Regions from separate parts of the Sus scrofa genome. Here region 2 is linked to region 1. Evidence: chromatin contacts called from public Hi-C data. All regions are on one chromosome and are shown on one strand. The core of a region is the stretch at or near the end of the contact, and the rest is flanking DNA. Distances in the headings are between cores, read along the strand shown. Region 1 holds the start of SHF (SH2 domain-containing adapter protein F). Region 2 holds the start of SERINC4 (serine incorporator 4).

Region 1 (7,751 bases), core at 2,683-5,182:
AGGTAGTGAGTTTCTTTCAGTGCCTAGACCGGTGTTGCTTAATGACACTCAAACACTCAAAGAACAAAGGCTAAGGGAGGCCCCCTACCTGCCCTCCTAGCCCCAGGGTAGATATGTCCCGTTCACCCTTTGTATCCTCCACTTTCTTCTTCCAGTCTGTTTGCTCATTTCCAAATTTGGGTCCTTGAGGATCCAAGTCCCTGTGGACACCATCTATGAAGTATAGTATCTATTCCTTAAAGTTCTTAATATTTTGGGCCCTGTGAACACCAATGAGAATCTGAGAGCACTGAGCCTTTTCCCAGAAAAATGCTCGTACACCCAAACATCTGCACACAATTTCTGGAGGTTCATGAACCCCAGAAGTCTTTCCATGAGCTAAGAACAAGAGCCCTAGTTTCAATTCATACCGGGTGTCTGACTGTCTTATTGTTCAAGTCACCTCTCTGTTTTGCTCTCTCACTCTCATTCTCTATTCTCTGTCTCTGTCTTTGTCTCTCTTTCACACACACATATCTTGGCATGATGGAGGCAAAGGACACACTGTGCAGATGGTCACAGGCAGCTCAAAGCTGCTTCCAGCCGGAGCCCCTCTCCCATCCCCATCCCCCTTTCCTAATCAGATCAGGTTTTTCCTATTGAAGGCCTAAGAAAAGGGAGCAAAGCAAGGGTAGATGCAGCTCTCTAGCCCCCCTGCCAGAGCATGGTCTGTTGGCCAGACAGGGTCCAGCACCACAAGGGAGCCTTCCCACAGCCAGATGGCAAGGCCCTGCCTGCCTGGTACAGGATGCGCCTCCTGCTGCTCCCACACCTGCCATGCCAGGGCTGCCCAGATGGCCACCCTTGCACCCCTGCTAACTGCAGCCATGGGTCTCAGGGTGGGCCAGCAGCCAGAGCCCTGCATAGGGAGAAGGCTAATGGTCCTGAGCCCCAAGGCCTCTCAGGGTTCTCCCTCGCCCCCAAATCCACTAGCTCATTCCTCCTCAACGTCTCTGGTTCACCACAGAAGCATTTCTACCCATTTCACCAAACCTCACCATTCAGCACCTCTCAGAGGGTTCTGACCCACCCAACATCTGGGCTGCAGAGAGAAATGAGCCAGTCCAAGGCACAACCTGGTCCCCAGCCTCAACTTACCTCAGGAAGTTGACCCAAAAGCAACAAGCCAAGGCTGAGAGGAGGGGAAACCAAGGCCAGGAAGAAAGCAACCACATGGAACAGAAGCCCACCTGGGGACCAGGCCAGCTCACTGTCCAGAAGCCACAACTCTTTGTGAGCTTTGCAAGGATAAGGGGCCTAGGTACATAGTCTGGGCTCTCCCTAAGAAGATACTCTGAACTCTGCTCCTAAAGGGGTGGAGCTGCTCTCTGAATGGTGGGGGGCCCCAGGTCAGCATCCCTCTGCCTGCGCCAGCTCAGATGGCATCCTGGTCCTTCTCACACACACACTGAGCAACAGATTGTGTGGCTCCAAGGAAATCCTGCTGTATTACATCCTGTCCCTGAAGCTGACAAAGGAGTCATATACCTCTTAGCCCCCAAGCCACAGACCACAGAGGCAACCCAGGGGGAGGCATGGATGCCCTCCGTGAGAAGGATCTGTGGGTTTCTGCATGGTTGTGTGGGCACAGCCCCTTCCTTGGGGGGGAGGTCTCTGGGGAAATGTACAAGGGAAACTGTAGTTAAGAGAGTCTCTGACCCTCAGGTCACCCTGGCAGGACATTTTTATGCACCACTCCTCTTTATGCCAAACATTTTGTCAGGTACTTGAGAGACACAATATGAGGAAGATATGTTCCCAGTCCTGACCCAGGAGGAGCCCACAGAACTTGGTGGGCAGCCTGTTATGCCATTTCAAGACGATGCAGAGGGGAGCATTTCAAGACGATGCAGAGGGGAGGAGGCCCAGGGACAATTCAGGCCCATGTGCCAACAGGCAGTGGTCAGGGAGGAGGAGGCTAACTGGTCAATAGTAAGAACAAGGCCTGATGTTCTGTCTGCCTCACTGCCACCATCACCACACATCGCCCGCAACAGCAGGGAACAGTTAGGAAGAAGAGAAAGCAAAGGATGAGTGAAGAAAGCACAGCTTCCTTCTGTAGACTAAGGATCCTGGCCCAGGATGGGAAGCCATGCCCCACAGCAGGAACTAGGGGAAAAATAATTCACATTCCTGAGGCTACTGTTCTGACCCTGACACAATTTTCTTACCCAAGAAATCAGGCAGAACAGTGGCATGCTCTCAGCTGAAAGCCTCAACCCTGGATGGAGCCAATGGATTCAGACAGCAACTTTGCCTCCAATCAAATAAAACTGTGTTCTCTGCTGAGGAGAGGGGAGAAAGCCCCAGAGCTAAGCTCCCAGGGGTAAGTGAAGAGGGACAACAGCGCCAGGGCAGCCCACAGAGTCATAGTCTTAGAATTTAGCGCTACAGGGACCTGGAGATGGCTTTCAGCTGTCAGGGAGGGATAAGGCCACACTGGGTTGGGCAGGGGGTGGCTTCTCTAACAGGGGCCTCTAAGGCACAGTGGATGTTCTCAGGAACAGTGAATGCCCAGCCCTCCTCTCCACCCCAAGCCTGCAGATTCATGAAAAGCTGTAACCACCCTTAGAATGAACCTGGGCAAGAGGAGGCCAAGAGGAGGAGAGGAAAGGAGAAGTGGACTCAGTTGCTTAGCCCCTTATGGGCAACAGGTTCTGAGCATAGATTGTTCCCATACCTGGGGGGACAAAGAATGGGCCTGCCTGGATCTCAATGGTCAGCATCCTTGGTGAAGACCTGCATACTGCCTGTTCTGGCTTCCTGAGAACAACAGTCCACCCGGCTCCAGTGCCACTGGGCAAGGCAAAGGCCAGCTCTTGCTGTGTCCACAGAGAGAAACCCAGCCTGCGCCTCCTTCCTGGAGCTTCAGCACCTACAAAGATGCTCTGGCTTTCTTAAAAGGAAGAAAGGAGCTTTGTGCTAGCTCTGCCGCCCTGGGGTTGGGGGCGGGGGTCAGAGATCAAAGGGCAGTGAGCTGCTGCTCCCAGGGGGCAGAAAGGCCATAAAAAGGGGGAGAAGGGGAGCTCAAATTCCGTTAGAAAAAGGCTCCTTGATTAGGCTCCGGGGGCTGCGATGAGGAGAGCAGAGCCTGGGCGGGGGCGGGTGGGGGGGGAGTGTCACTAGTTCTGGGGCAGTAATAGGGGATAGAGGCAGAGTTTGGGGAGCACGTCCCAGGTAAGAAGGTCGAGAATCTGAACAAAGGTGGATGAAGGCTCCGAACCCTGGGGACCGGGACTAAAATTGTGTCCGCCAGGAACCGTGACACCGCGGGGCCCGGACCCGGCCAGGGCACCTTTGTCCCTCTCGAAAGCCCCAGACCGCTGACCACCTCTCCTCCTGGACACCTCCGCCCGGCGCGGCACTCACCCGGTCGCTGCTGGCGGGAAGTCCAGAGATCCTTTCCTCAGGAGGGGGCGCTGGGGGGCCAGGGGTCTCGACCCGAATAAGTCGGTGGGGGGGCGAGCCGTGACGCGGAGGCGGCGTGGGGCCGGGGACGGCAGGGGTGGCTAGGGCAGCGGAGCCGGACGGCCCCCCGGAATAGGGGTCTTCGAAGTCGCGCTCCTTCTGCAGTCGGTAGGCGGCCAAGATGTCCGGGGGTGGTGCGGGGGGTGCGGCCGGGGAGGGTGTAGGGGGGCGGTAGTCCGGTTCGGGGGGCGCCGGTTTGCCTCCACCTCCGCCGCCGCCCCCGCCGCGGAAGCCCAGATGCTCCCGGAGCCACTTGGCCACTCCGCCGCTGCTACCCCCTCCTGGGCCGGCTCCTGCACCCCCGGCGCCCCGGCGCGATCCCCCCGGGCCGCCCCCTGCGCTCCCCTGCGCCCGCGGCCCCGGGCCGGAGCCAGCCGGAGGAGCTCCGCTCAGTAACATGGGGCCAGCCAGACTGAACGCGGGGAGAGCAGCGGCCTGGCTGGGGGCGGGGAGGGGGCGGGGAGGGGGCGGAGCTCCACTGGCGGCTGGAGGGGGTAGGGCTCGTCAGTAACAAGGGAGGGGCGGGGTTCCGCTACCTAAAAGGGTCTACCTCCCCTGCCCCATGTAAAAGAAGGGCTGAGGCTTCCAGCCCTTGTGAATACTGGAGAAGTAAAGTGGCGACCCCGAGGGCAGGGAATGCGACCTCTGAGGATGAATCCCCCATGTGTCGCCCAAACGTGCCCCTGATGGGGGCGCACCTGTCCTTATATGTTCCCCTCCCCACCTCCCACCTCCCGCGTGACGCCGAGAGGGGAGCCCTCAGACTCCAGGGTTCTTGGCCCTCCGGAGCCTTCCGCCCCCACCTTTACCCTCCCCAAGGCCTCCCACCTGGGAAATAATATCGTAGGAGGAAAAACTGGGGTGGGGTATGAAACAGGGGCTGTTCTGTAAGATGTGTCTGTAACCACCACCTCCCGCGTGCTACCATGGGAGCCCCACCTACTGCCTCCAATCTAACTGCCCGCCCCGCCCGCACATACTCAAACCCACTCTGGGCAGATACGCCTCACGTTACAGTCAACTCCCTAGAGGCACCCACGTCTCCCGTGGGGTTTCCACACATCCTTCTCTCAGGCAAATCCCTCCCACTCACAGGCGCACCCGCGCTAAGCAGATGCCCCCTCTTCCTCCCCGCCCTAAGGGCAGTGTGCGCACAGAGAAATCCCTTCAAGTCACATCCTGGGTTTCATTGTCAATCAGATTAGTGACAGAATAAAAACAGACAAGTCAATAAATCAAGTCTAGAAACAGTTCCAATGTTGTCTATCACAAACCCCTTATCTTCCAGAGGCTGGGATGCTCAAGCAATAGGCATTTTTGTCTTAGAAATAAAGCGTTTCTCCCCAGAAACGTTGTAACCCTGAAGCTGACGCCAACATTTTCTTTTGGCTCAGTTAGAAAGCAGCTTCACCTCACCAACATCCCACTCCCACTCCCACCCCCCTTGGCACTGCCTCAGTGTCTCCCTTATTCTTAGGCTCCTATTTACCTTGTAAGGGGGCAAAGACTCAAGAGATGTCGCAAAGGGAAGAGGCCTTAAAGCTGGAGTAGAGTAAGATGTGATGGTAAAACTGAGAATCCCCTAGGATTCCCAGGGCCCTCAAAATATTCGTGGAGTTTTTGCCCTGTTCACATTCTAGTCGGTGTTACAGAACAGTGTTTTTCAAACTTTAATGTGAACACAAATCTCCTGGGGAACTTGTTAAATTGAAGTTTCAGATTCTGTAGGTCTCGCTGGGATGGGGTCCCTGTGTAGTTCTAACAGGCTCCCAGATGATACAGATACAACTGGTCCTCCCACCACACTGAGTGGAAGGGCTATAGTAGATGCTGAAACATCTGATATTGTTCCTCATTTCATGGCTTATGATAGAGGAAATACCATGTACATTGTAAAAATGTGCAGCTTAAAAAATTGACTAACAGGGAGTTCCCATTTTGGCTCGGTGGGTCCCTACTAGTATGCGTAAGGATGCGGCTTTGATCCTTGGCCTTGCTCAGTGGGTTACAAATCCCACATTGCCTCAAGCTGCAGCCAGCCATGGGTCACAGGCAGCTGGGATCTGGCGTTGCCTTGGTTATGATGTAGGCTGGCAGCTGCAGCTCCGATTTACCTGGGAACCTATGTGCCGTAGGTACAGCCCTGAAAGGCTGAAAAAAAATTGGCTAACAAAGCAATGCTGGACATAGAGATAATAAAGACTGGTCCAGAAGAATGGTCCAGTTGATCCACATTGGATGGTCTCCTCAATCACTGGGTGTCTGACAACAATAGTTACGGGCTGTAGCCAGATCTTTGAGGATTGGTGGCAAGGTACTCAATGCCGCTGTCTCACTTTCCTTATATCTGCAAAAGGCATGACAGCATGGTAATTGTCATTGAGGGTTAGGGGAAATGATGGATATGAACAGGCTTTGTAAACTGTAAAATGCTTACAATGGGTAGGTGTCAAATGAAGCCACATATTCTTAAGTAATATGGAATTAAGCTGTCAGTTCAGAGGAAAGGAATCAACCAAGTCTGCATGAAAGATGGCAGGCTTCATGGAGGGGGTTAGGCCTGAGCTGGGTAGGATTTGGACAGATAAATCAAAGGCATGAAAGGACATTACAAACCAGGAGGTCAGCATGGGTTGAGTGAAGGCATTGAGATGGGAAGCAGCATACCATAAAAAAGTGGAGGATTCAAAGTGAGGAAGAATAAGAAGTAAAGTTGGATGAGGAAGGGAGAGGATATCATAAGGGTAGAGTTTAATGATAATTAAAAAGCTGTAATACCTTATGTGCACGATGAACTTACTCTTGTTTTAAACTATTTGTTGATTTACTTTCCTCCGCTACCAGAGTGTGGGCTCCTGGAAGCAAGGGTTGTTGAGCTTGCTAGCAACCAAGGACACAGGGGTGAGGCCATGACAGCAAGGTTCCTCTGAGCCTTGAGTGCAGTTTGCCAGATGGCAAAGTCTCGAATTTAAGCATGTTAAGCATTATACCATAGACTCAGGATTCTGAAGAGAAAGCCGGGTGTTCCCATCACTTAGTGCAGAGCCTGTCATGTGGCAGGAGCTTAACAAATGTTGAAATGAATAAAGATCATTTCTCTTGTTCTTATTTTTATATAGCTAAAATTGTGGTATAAACAATTCCGTCCTTGTTTTTTTCCACTTAGCATTGCATAATTTCCCCATCTTAATTATCTAAGCTTTACTTTCTTCTAACTTTTTTTTTTCAAAAAAATTCAAAGCTACAGAAAAATTCAAAGTACATTGAAAATCTGTATACCCTTCACCTAGATTCACTACTTTCTAACATTTTGCCACATTTGTTCTATCCCCCTCTCCTTTGTTTCCTTAACCATTTGATGCAAGTTGCAGATATCATGACCCTTCAAGCTCTAAATACTTCAGCAGCCATTTCCTAAGAAAAAGGAATTCTATAGGGCCATAAGACCATTATCATAATAGTATTGTCTATTACACAGTTCATATTAATTTTTTCTTTTTTCCCCTGAATGTTTTATATATTCAGTGCTGTGGGGGTTTTTTTTGTCCTTAATCAGGATTTATCAAGCTCCCCCTGTTGCACTTGTTTAATCTCTTTAAATTTGAGCAGTTCCCCATTTTTTTCTTGCTAGTTTGTTTTCTCCTGACACTGATCATTTTAAAAGTGTCTTTGGCAATGGTCATATGGAATGTCCCACATTTTGGATCTTTCCACGGTTTCCTCGTGATTAGGTTCAGGTTAGACATTCTTGAAAAGACCAGTATATAAAGTACATAAGGAACATTGTGGACTTTGCTGTGTGTCACACTGGCAGGCTGGCCAATAGTACACTTTTGTTCTTTATTGGTGATGCTAGGCTTATCACTTGCTTAAGTTGGAATCTATCAGATTTCTCTGCTTGACAATTTAAAGTAAGTTGTGTTGTGATGTCCTTAGACCTTTAACTATTAGTTCCCAACAGTGTTTTACCCAGTGGTTTTAGCATCCATTGATGATCTGTGCTTACATTTGTTGTTACAGTGAGGAGTACAAAATGGTGACTAAATCTGTCATTCTGCATTTATTATCGACATTCCTCTGTAAAGAAGAGTTTCTCCTCCTCCTCCCTCCCCCTCCTCCTTCTCCCCTTCCCCATCCCCATGGTCTCAAAAAAGCTTTAAAAAAAAAAAAAAAAAAAAAAAGGTGTGGGAGTTCCCATCATGGCACAGTGGTTAATGACTCCGACTAGGAACCAAGAGGTTGCA
Region 2 (7,335 bases), core at 1,874-4,373, 1.2 Mb before region 1:
ATTTACTGCCAGCTGGTACATATTTGCAAACTCTCAGGGAGGGTATTGTGCTCCCAGAGTCCCTTTTCCTCCAGATTTAGAGGGCCTTAAAATGTTGGTACATTTTAAAATTCTCAAGTCACTTCTGCTGCCCATTCACCTCATACAGATCATCTGACAAGTGCTATTCTTAGAAATTGTTTTTATTCATGGGGAACTTTCCTCACTCTTAACATTGCTCTGAAGTTTAAATAAACCATGATCCCAGGCAACCTCCTGACTCTCCCTGTCCTGACCATCCTCCCTTCTCTCACACCTCTCCCTTGACACCTTTACGTACCAAGCAAAAAGCACACAGGCATACATGATGCCAGCACTCAGCACTGCCAGAGAAGCATTGGGTATTTCAGGTTCCATTTTACTCAGGCCAGGCAGGCACAGAGTGTGATTCTGTCCTTGAAGGATTACTGAGAAGGGGCAACAGAAGAGAAGCATGGTAACAAAAAGCTAGGTATTTGGTAGGAGCAAAAGTTTTAGCATGGGGAATCCAGGTCCTTTTCTTACCACTCTCTGGAGGACGGCTGGACAGTGCAGAGAATGTCAGGTACATGATATAGCAGCTGATGATAGAGGCTTGTAGAAGGCCAGAGCGTGGCTGCTCTGGGGAGAATGGGAATCATTGCTTTAGCTTAAAGGGTAGTAATTTCCTTCACTCCTACCCCCACCTGCACTCTGTCTCCCACCCTTTGGGGGAAGCAGAGAATTGAGATTAGGGAGGCTAATGAAATTTGCTATACTAAAGGCCCTTCAGATCTGGAATGTTGCAAGGCATGTACCCACTGAGGCGGATGCAGGGAGCGATGGAGAGGAAGGAGAGGAGCCCACAGAAACAAAGGTGCAGACTAAGCAGCATCTTGTTCAGCAGGCAGCCGGCTGGGTGTGTGTAGTGGCGGAACAGGAGCACAGCTGCTACACCTGCCATACTGTAGAATCCTAGGGTGGTCAGCAGCACAGCTAGGAACCAGCGGCAGTCTTGGGCTGCACCTGTTTGCCTAAGGGTGGTAGGTGGGCAGTGGCTTGGGGCTCCAACTCTTCTTTTTACCCATTACCAACTATTCCCCCTCTCAGAAGAGTGGTGTGACTTACCATTGCACTTGGCCCACAGTCATCACATTCCTGAGCTTTTCGATACTGCTTAGTGGGAAACTTAAAGTCATCGGTCATGTCCTTTGCCCAACCCCACTGGGTCTAGTAGAAATGTCAGACAGCCTTCCCAAGAAATCTTGAGGGTTATGTGCTCCTTACCAGTTCTTGTTCCAAGAATGGGCAAAGGCTGTAATAAGCACCAACTGCAGCAGGATGAATGTAAAGCCTCCACAGATGCCAATGTAATGCCAGACTGCAAGTGAAGCATCAGTGGAAAACTAGCTGATCATATTGTTAACTCCTGGTCCTCTTGCTACCCTCTTTTTTTCCTTAGAAAAACTTTTAGCTCACTCTTGCCGATCAGGATGAGATGGAAGGTACCTGGGAAGAGATGCTCATCAGGGATGCAGAAAGCAACAGCACAGAGACCTAGCAGGAACAGCAGCTTGAGGACCCAGAAGCTGGTTAGGAGGGAAAGAGAAAACCAGACTCAGAAGAAAAGCAAAGGAGGAATGCAAAGGGAAAAGGAAAACTATAGAAAAGGGGAGAAAAGAGACAACTAAGTATAGGAGGGGAAGAATCAGTCCCATGTAAGGGACTGGAGACAGGTCCCTCACAGCCTGTGTAAAGTTCTGACTCTCAAATATCTAAATAACATCTGGACAATGTTTAGCATTGACAGAGGGCTTGTATATAGTAACCCCACTGTTATCTCCATTTTAGAAACTAGAAGCTCAAAGAGGATAAGTATGTGGCTTGTGGTCATATGGCAGGTATAGTAGAAGCAGGGACTTAACTTATTTTCTGTCTCTTTACAGTGCTATTACTCCATCTTGGAATTTCCTTTGCTCAGCTTATGTGTACTTACCTCCCCATCCTCTCCCCACCTAAAGAGTACACACAAACCTATTATGCAGCTGTGCTCGCAGGCTGGTGGGGGAGTGGAGGTGGACCAGCAGCACAGCCTGTAGCAGGTGGAAGGTGGCAGTTCCTGCACATACTCGGTACACAGCCCCAGAGCCACTGAGAACTGGGCAGTGAGAATGGCCAAACAGATGGGCACACAGCCCTGAGGGCATCTGGATCTGGAGGGAAGATACATGTGAGAAATGGCTGGGTGAATCGTTACACCTACTTCCATGAGTATGTCCACTCATTTCCCTCCATCCAAATCTTTTGTCTATCTTAGGGTTTCTCCTTTTATTCTCCCACTTACTCCACGTGCCTTGCCCCAGACTCTTTCCACTACTGTCCTTGACAATAGGAGGCAGCAGACTGCTGAGGCCCCCACATGGAGGAGAATGTAGAACAGGCGGCTACAAGGAGACTCTGTGAGAGGAGGCCACCTAGAATGCCGGCAGCAGGTACAGGAAACAGGCCCACAGCAGGACACCTGAGGGTAGAGCACGTGCAGGGCAGCAAAGCAGAGATGATTTACTGAGGAAGGGCTTACATTAATGTATGTGTGAGGTTAACCCATGAGGCTGAATTCCAAAATTTCCCCCTCCCTTCTCTTCTTTCCTTTTACTCAGGAATTCTCAGACTCTCTGGTTCCAGGCTATTTAGGATTGCCTTCCACTGACATCAAGTAGCGCTTTCATCATAAGAGCTTACCTGCTGGCTTGAGCAGAATTTCCCAAAAGCCTAAGTCACACCTGGCTTCAAACCCTTCCCTGGACCTAAACATCTGGTACCAGGAACATGGGAGGAGAGGTTTAATGATGAATGTTCTTAGAGGCAAAGAAGCATAAGGGCCCCAGAGGAAAGGAAGGCCTATCCTTATTTAAACAGCTCCCCTGGGTTTTTCTCCCCAGCTTTTTAGATTCCCCACTATTTCCTTCCAGTTTTTCAGATAGCACATGCTCTAGGGAGCTCTCTGGCCAAATATCCTCTCACCTGATAGAAGGGAGGGCTCAGTATGACGCTGCTCACTCCACTGTGTTGCTGCGCCAGGCGGGGAGAGGTGCTCGAGCTCGTGACCGCCTTTGCACCCACCATCCTTATCCCAGGGATTAGGCCCAGGTCCACCAGATGGACAGTAGATGAGAAAGGCGCTTTCCTTTGTATCAGCCCACTGGACTGTGCTGAGGCTGGTCACCCAGTTTAAGGCAGAATGGAGGGGAGGGAAAAGAACACCAACCTCCAGGATGTGGTAAATGCAAATGTCCCTGTGAAACTACTTTCTCCCCGGGGGCCTGTTCTTCTCAGATTAGGGAGTGGTTTGGTATCTGGCCTGTAGATTAGCATTCTTAATTGGTTTAGGATTAGACTTTATCCATCTGGAAGAGAATTCCTTGAGGTGTGTGGGCGGATCTAGATGAAGAGGAGGAGGACAGTCTGGAGTGATGACAGGTTAGGCTGGGACACGGCCTGTCAGAAAACAACTCTGTACAAGCCGGAAAGGAAGTCAAAGAGACAACCGGTTTCCTCGTTGAAGCTTCTAGAACCAGAGCACTAAAGAAGGTGTGGTCCAGGGGCAGCCCCGCCTCCTCTCCGGGCGGAAGTTGCGGGGCAGTTACCGGAAGTCCTCATGAGGCGGGGCCGGGCCTGAGGGGCGGCGCGGTGGGATCGAAATGGCGACCGAGGGGGATGTGGAGCTAGAATTGGAGACTGAGACCAGTGGCCCGGAGCGACCTCCCGAGAAGCCACGGAAGCACGACAGCGGTGCGGCGGACTTGGAGCGAGTCACCGATTATGCGGAGGAGAAGGAGATCCAGAGTTCCAATCTGGAGACGGTGAGGTTGGCCGGGAGCTTGTCTGGGCGGGATGAGAGGAGAAAAGGCTTTGAGGCTGTAAGTGGAAGCCCCGCTTCAGGACGTGGCCTGACCCGTGAGGTGGGAGGAAGCGAGAGGGAAGCTGAACCGTCACTGGGGCTCGCCGCTCGCAAAAAGGAGCTTTGGAGATTGGGTTGAAAGTGGATCTCGGGTGTACGGAATTGAATTAAACATAGGCCCTGGTTCCTCGGACACTCGTCGTGAATATACACCTCACCTGCTTGGCACTGGTGTTTGCAGTAACTACATCTGCCTTTTCTATAGGCCATGTCCGTAATCGGAGATAGGCGGTCCCGGGAGCAGAAAGCAAAGCAGGAGCGGTAAGTCTTACGCACGCAATCACCCTACCACCCCCTGCTTTTTCCCCCAGACGAAGGGTATAAAAAAGCCATCGTTAGGCTTTTTATACTTGGTACTGTTCTTCAACTCTAACATCAATTCCTGCAGATCTAAGATTTAGGATTTTACTCTTTTGTTAGTGGAAGGAAAAGCCTCCTAACAACGCCTGCTGCCTGCTGGACATACTCTATGGGATAGGGTGGGATGGGATGTTAAGTGAGGGGGCGGGAGTCTTTTTGTATTTTCAGTCAGCAGTATTTACCAAGTCATTTGTAAGGCACAGCCGGGAATGATCCTTTCTGGGAGTTTAAGGTGGAGGTAGGGATTGAGGACTAAAGTACATGAATATTTGCAGGGAGAAGGAACTGGCAAAAGTCACCATCAAGAAGGAAGATCTGGAGCTGATAGTGAGTAATAATGTCTAACTAGTGTGTGAACCGGGAAGGTTAGTTTGATTTGGGTTGTTTCCTGAAACAGCATGATTTGCTGCCACATTAATGCACTGGAGGAAACTTAGCTAATATTGATCCTTTTCTTGCAGATGACAGAGATGGAGATCTCTCGAGCAGCAGCAGAACGGAGTTTGAGAGAACACATGGGCAACGTGGTAGAGGCTCTTATTGCCCTGACCAACTGATTTGTGCTTTCTCAGACATACCCACTGGATTAACTTATTTCAATAAAGATGCCTTCTTTTTCTTGCAGTTTTATCATTTTGGATGAAGTGCAATGTATGTTTATATTGTATCTTATTGTGGAAAATTTACATGTTGGGGTAATGAGCGTATGTGAAGGATCAATGTAGAAGAAAGAGTACTCATGTTCAGATGCTGAATGAGGCCAGGCTCATTCATTTATCTAGTTCTCAGCAGTGTTCAAAGTACACTTAAGAGTCTCAGCAAAGTTTACTGTACCCTGTGGTGTGTGTAGCTTATGAAAAGCTGAAAGGTCAGTACCTCCTTAGGAGCCATGTGTATAGATGTCACCAATCCAGTTCATAAGCCTTTTTTTTTTGGTCTTTTTGCTATTTCTTTGGGCCGCTCCCGCGGCACATGGAGGTTCCCAGGCTAGGGGTCTAATCAGAGCTGCAGCCACCTGCCTACGCCAGAGCCACAGCAACGCGGGATCCGAGCCGCGTTTGCAACCTACACCACAGCTCACGGCAACGCCGGACCCTTAACCCACTGAGCAAGGGCAGGGACTGAACCCGCAACCTCATGGTTCCTAGTCGGATTCGTTAACCACTGCGCCACGACGGGAACTCCTACTTTATTTTTTAATTTATTTTTGTCTTTTTGCCTTTTCTAGGGCTGCAACCGTGGCATGTGGAGTTTCCCAGGCTAGGGGTCTCATCGGAGTTGTAGCTGCCAGCCTACGCCAGAGCCACAGCAATGCAGGATCTGAGCCGCGTCTGCAACCTACACCACAGCTCATGGCAACACCGGATCCTTAACCCACTGGGCAAGGCCAGGGATTGAACCTGCAACCTCATGGTTCCTAGTTGGATTTGTTAACCACTGAGCCACGACTGGAACTCCCTGGATTTACTTTAAAAGTTAATCTTTGGCCAAGTCAACCTTGTTTCCTTGGCTGTAAGATGAGACATATTTGATAGGCTGTTTTAAGAATTGATGCACAGGGAATTCTTGTGGCACAGTGGAAATTTTCGATTAGGAACCAAGAGGTTGCTGGTTCCATCCCTGGCCTTGCTTAGTGGGTTAAAGATCCAGTGTTGCCGTGAGCTGTGGTGTAGGTCGAAGGATGAGGCTTGGATCCTGAACGGCTGTGGCTGTGACTGTGGCCAGCTGCTCTAGCTCTGATTAGCCTGGGAACTTCCATATGCTGTGGTGTGTGGCCCTAAAAGGCCAAAAAAAAAAAAAAATGAGCAGGAGTTCCCGTTGTGGCTCAGTGGTTAATGAACCCAACTATTATCCATGAGGACATGGGTTTGATCCCTGGCCTTGCTCGGTGGGTTAAGGGTCCAGCATTGCCATGAACTGTGGTGTAGGTTGCAGATGAGGCTTGGATCCCACATTGCTGTGGCTGTGGCACAGGCTGGCAGCTACAGCTCAGATTGCACCCCTAGCCTGGAAACCTCCATATGCTGTGGATGTGGCCCTAAAAAAACAAACAAAAAAAAAAATGAGCAAGTGAATGTAAAACCTGGCCTAGTGCCCCCTCAGAGCAGATACTGAACCGGAAGGTATATACACTTTCCCAAGAGAATTTCAAGGTCTTACTCTCATTTTGACTCTAGGGTAATTCTTATATTGTATACCCCACTAGCACAATGGTGACTCACATTCATCTTTGTGTTTACTACCTTGGTAATGATGATTTTTGCAGGAAGTTGCAGGCTAGGGGTCGAATTGGAGCTACACCTGCCAGCCTATGCCACAGCCACAGCCACATGGGATTCAAACCTCGTCTGTAAGCTACACCACAGCTCGCGGCAATGCCGGATCCTTAACCCACTGAGCAAGGCCAGGGATCCAACCCGCATCCTCATGGATACTACCTGGATTTGTTTCCATTGCACCACAACAGGAACTCCCTGCACTTGTATTTTTATTCTAGGACATTTAAGGATTGGTTAGTGATTCTCCCCAGTGGGGCGTTTAAAGGATGTGAAAAAACCTTGTCATTTTTTTCTGCAGTTGAGAAATAGCCTTCCATTGGTTAAATGCCATTTCTTATAACCCCTAGAATACCTAATGTTCTGCCATAAGCATGGAGATTATGTAGTAAATATTAAATGGAAAAGTTAAATTTAACTCTGCTAGTGATATCTAGCATGATCCTACTACATGGCAACTCTGGGAGCACTGTGCCCTCCTCGATACATGAGCTGGGCAAGAAGTACTGGTAGGTACTTAGTCTTGTCATTTGATGGGGTTCAGTTTTCTTGTATATACAGCTATGGTTTAGAGAATAAGGGTAACCATGTATATATTTGCTCATGGAATAAATCAGTGCCAATTACAACATAGTCTGTTTAGCACCTGTGTGTTTCTAAGATCAAAGGTGAAGACCAAACTGTGAAACATCCTTTGCCGAATAATTCTCTGCTTTTAATAGGTAAGATACTTGTCAGCCT

Evidence for each region. A called contact is a pair of places that touch in the nucleus more often than the background predicts.
Region 2: a contact with region 1 is called in a Hi-C map of liver, with 3 times the contacts expected there. The contact joins the promoter of SERINC4 here to the promoter of SHF in region 1. A contact is called at or near these places in 1 of 5 promoter capture datasets (fetal liver) and 1 of 47 Hi-C or Micro-C datasets (liver).

The regions. Positions count from the first base shown.
Region 1 is chr1:126,545,917-126,553,667 of Sscrofa11.1, reverse strand. SHF (SH2 domain-containing adapter protein F) reads right to left here and starts at 3,932. Exons shown (of 6, transcript XM_005659642.3): 1 at 3,409-3,932. The coding sequence starts at 3,906.
Region 2 is chr1:127,756,162-127,763,496 of Sscrofa11.1, reverse strand. SERINC4 (serine incorporator 4) reads right to left here and starts at 3,123. Exons shown (of 10, transcript XM_013993067.2): 1 at 3,022-3,123; 2 at 2,032-2,210; 3 at 1,466-1,586; 4 at 1,285-1,378; 5 at 544-639; 6 at 320-446. The coding sequence starts at 3,123. It overlaps MFAP1 (microfibrillar-associated protein 1), which reads right to left. Exons shown (of 9, transcript XM_001928118.5): 9 at 7,329-7,335.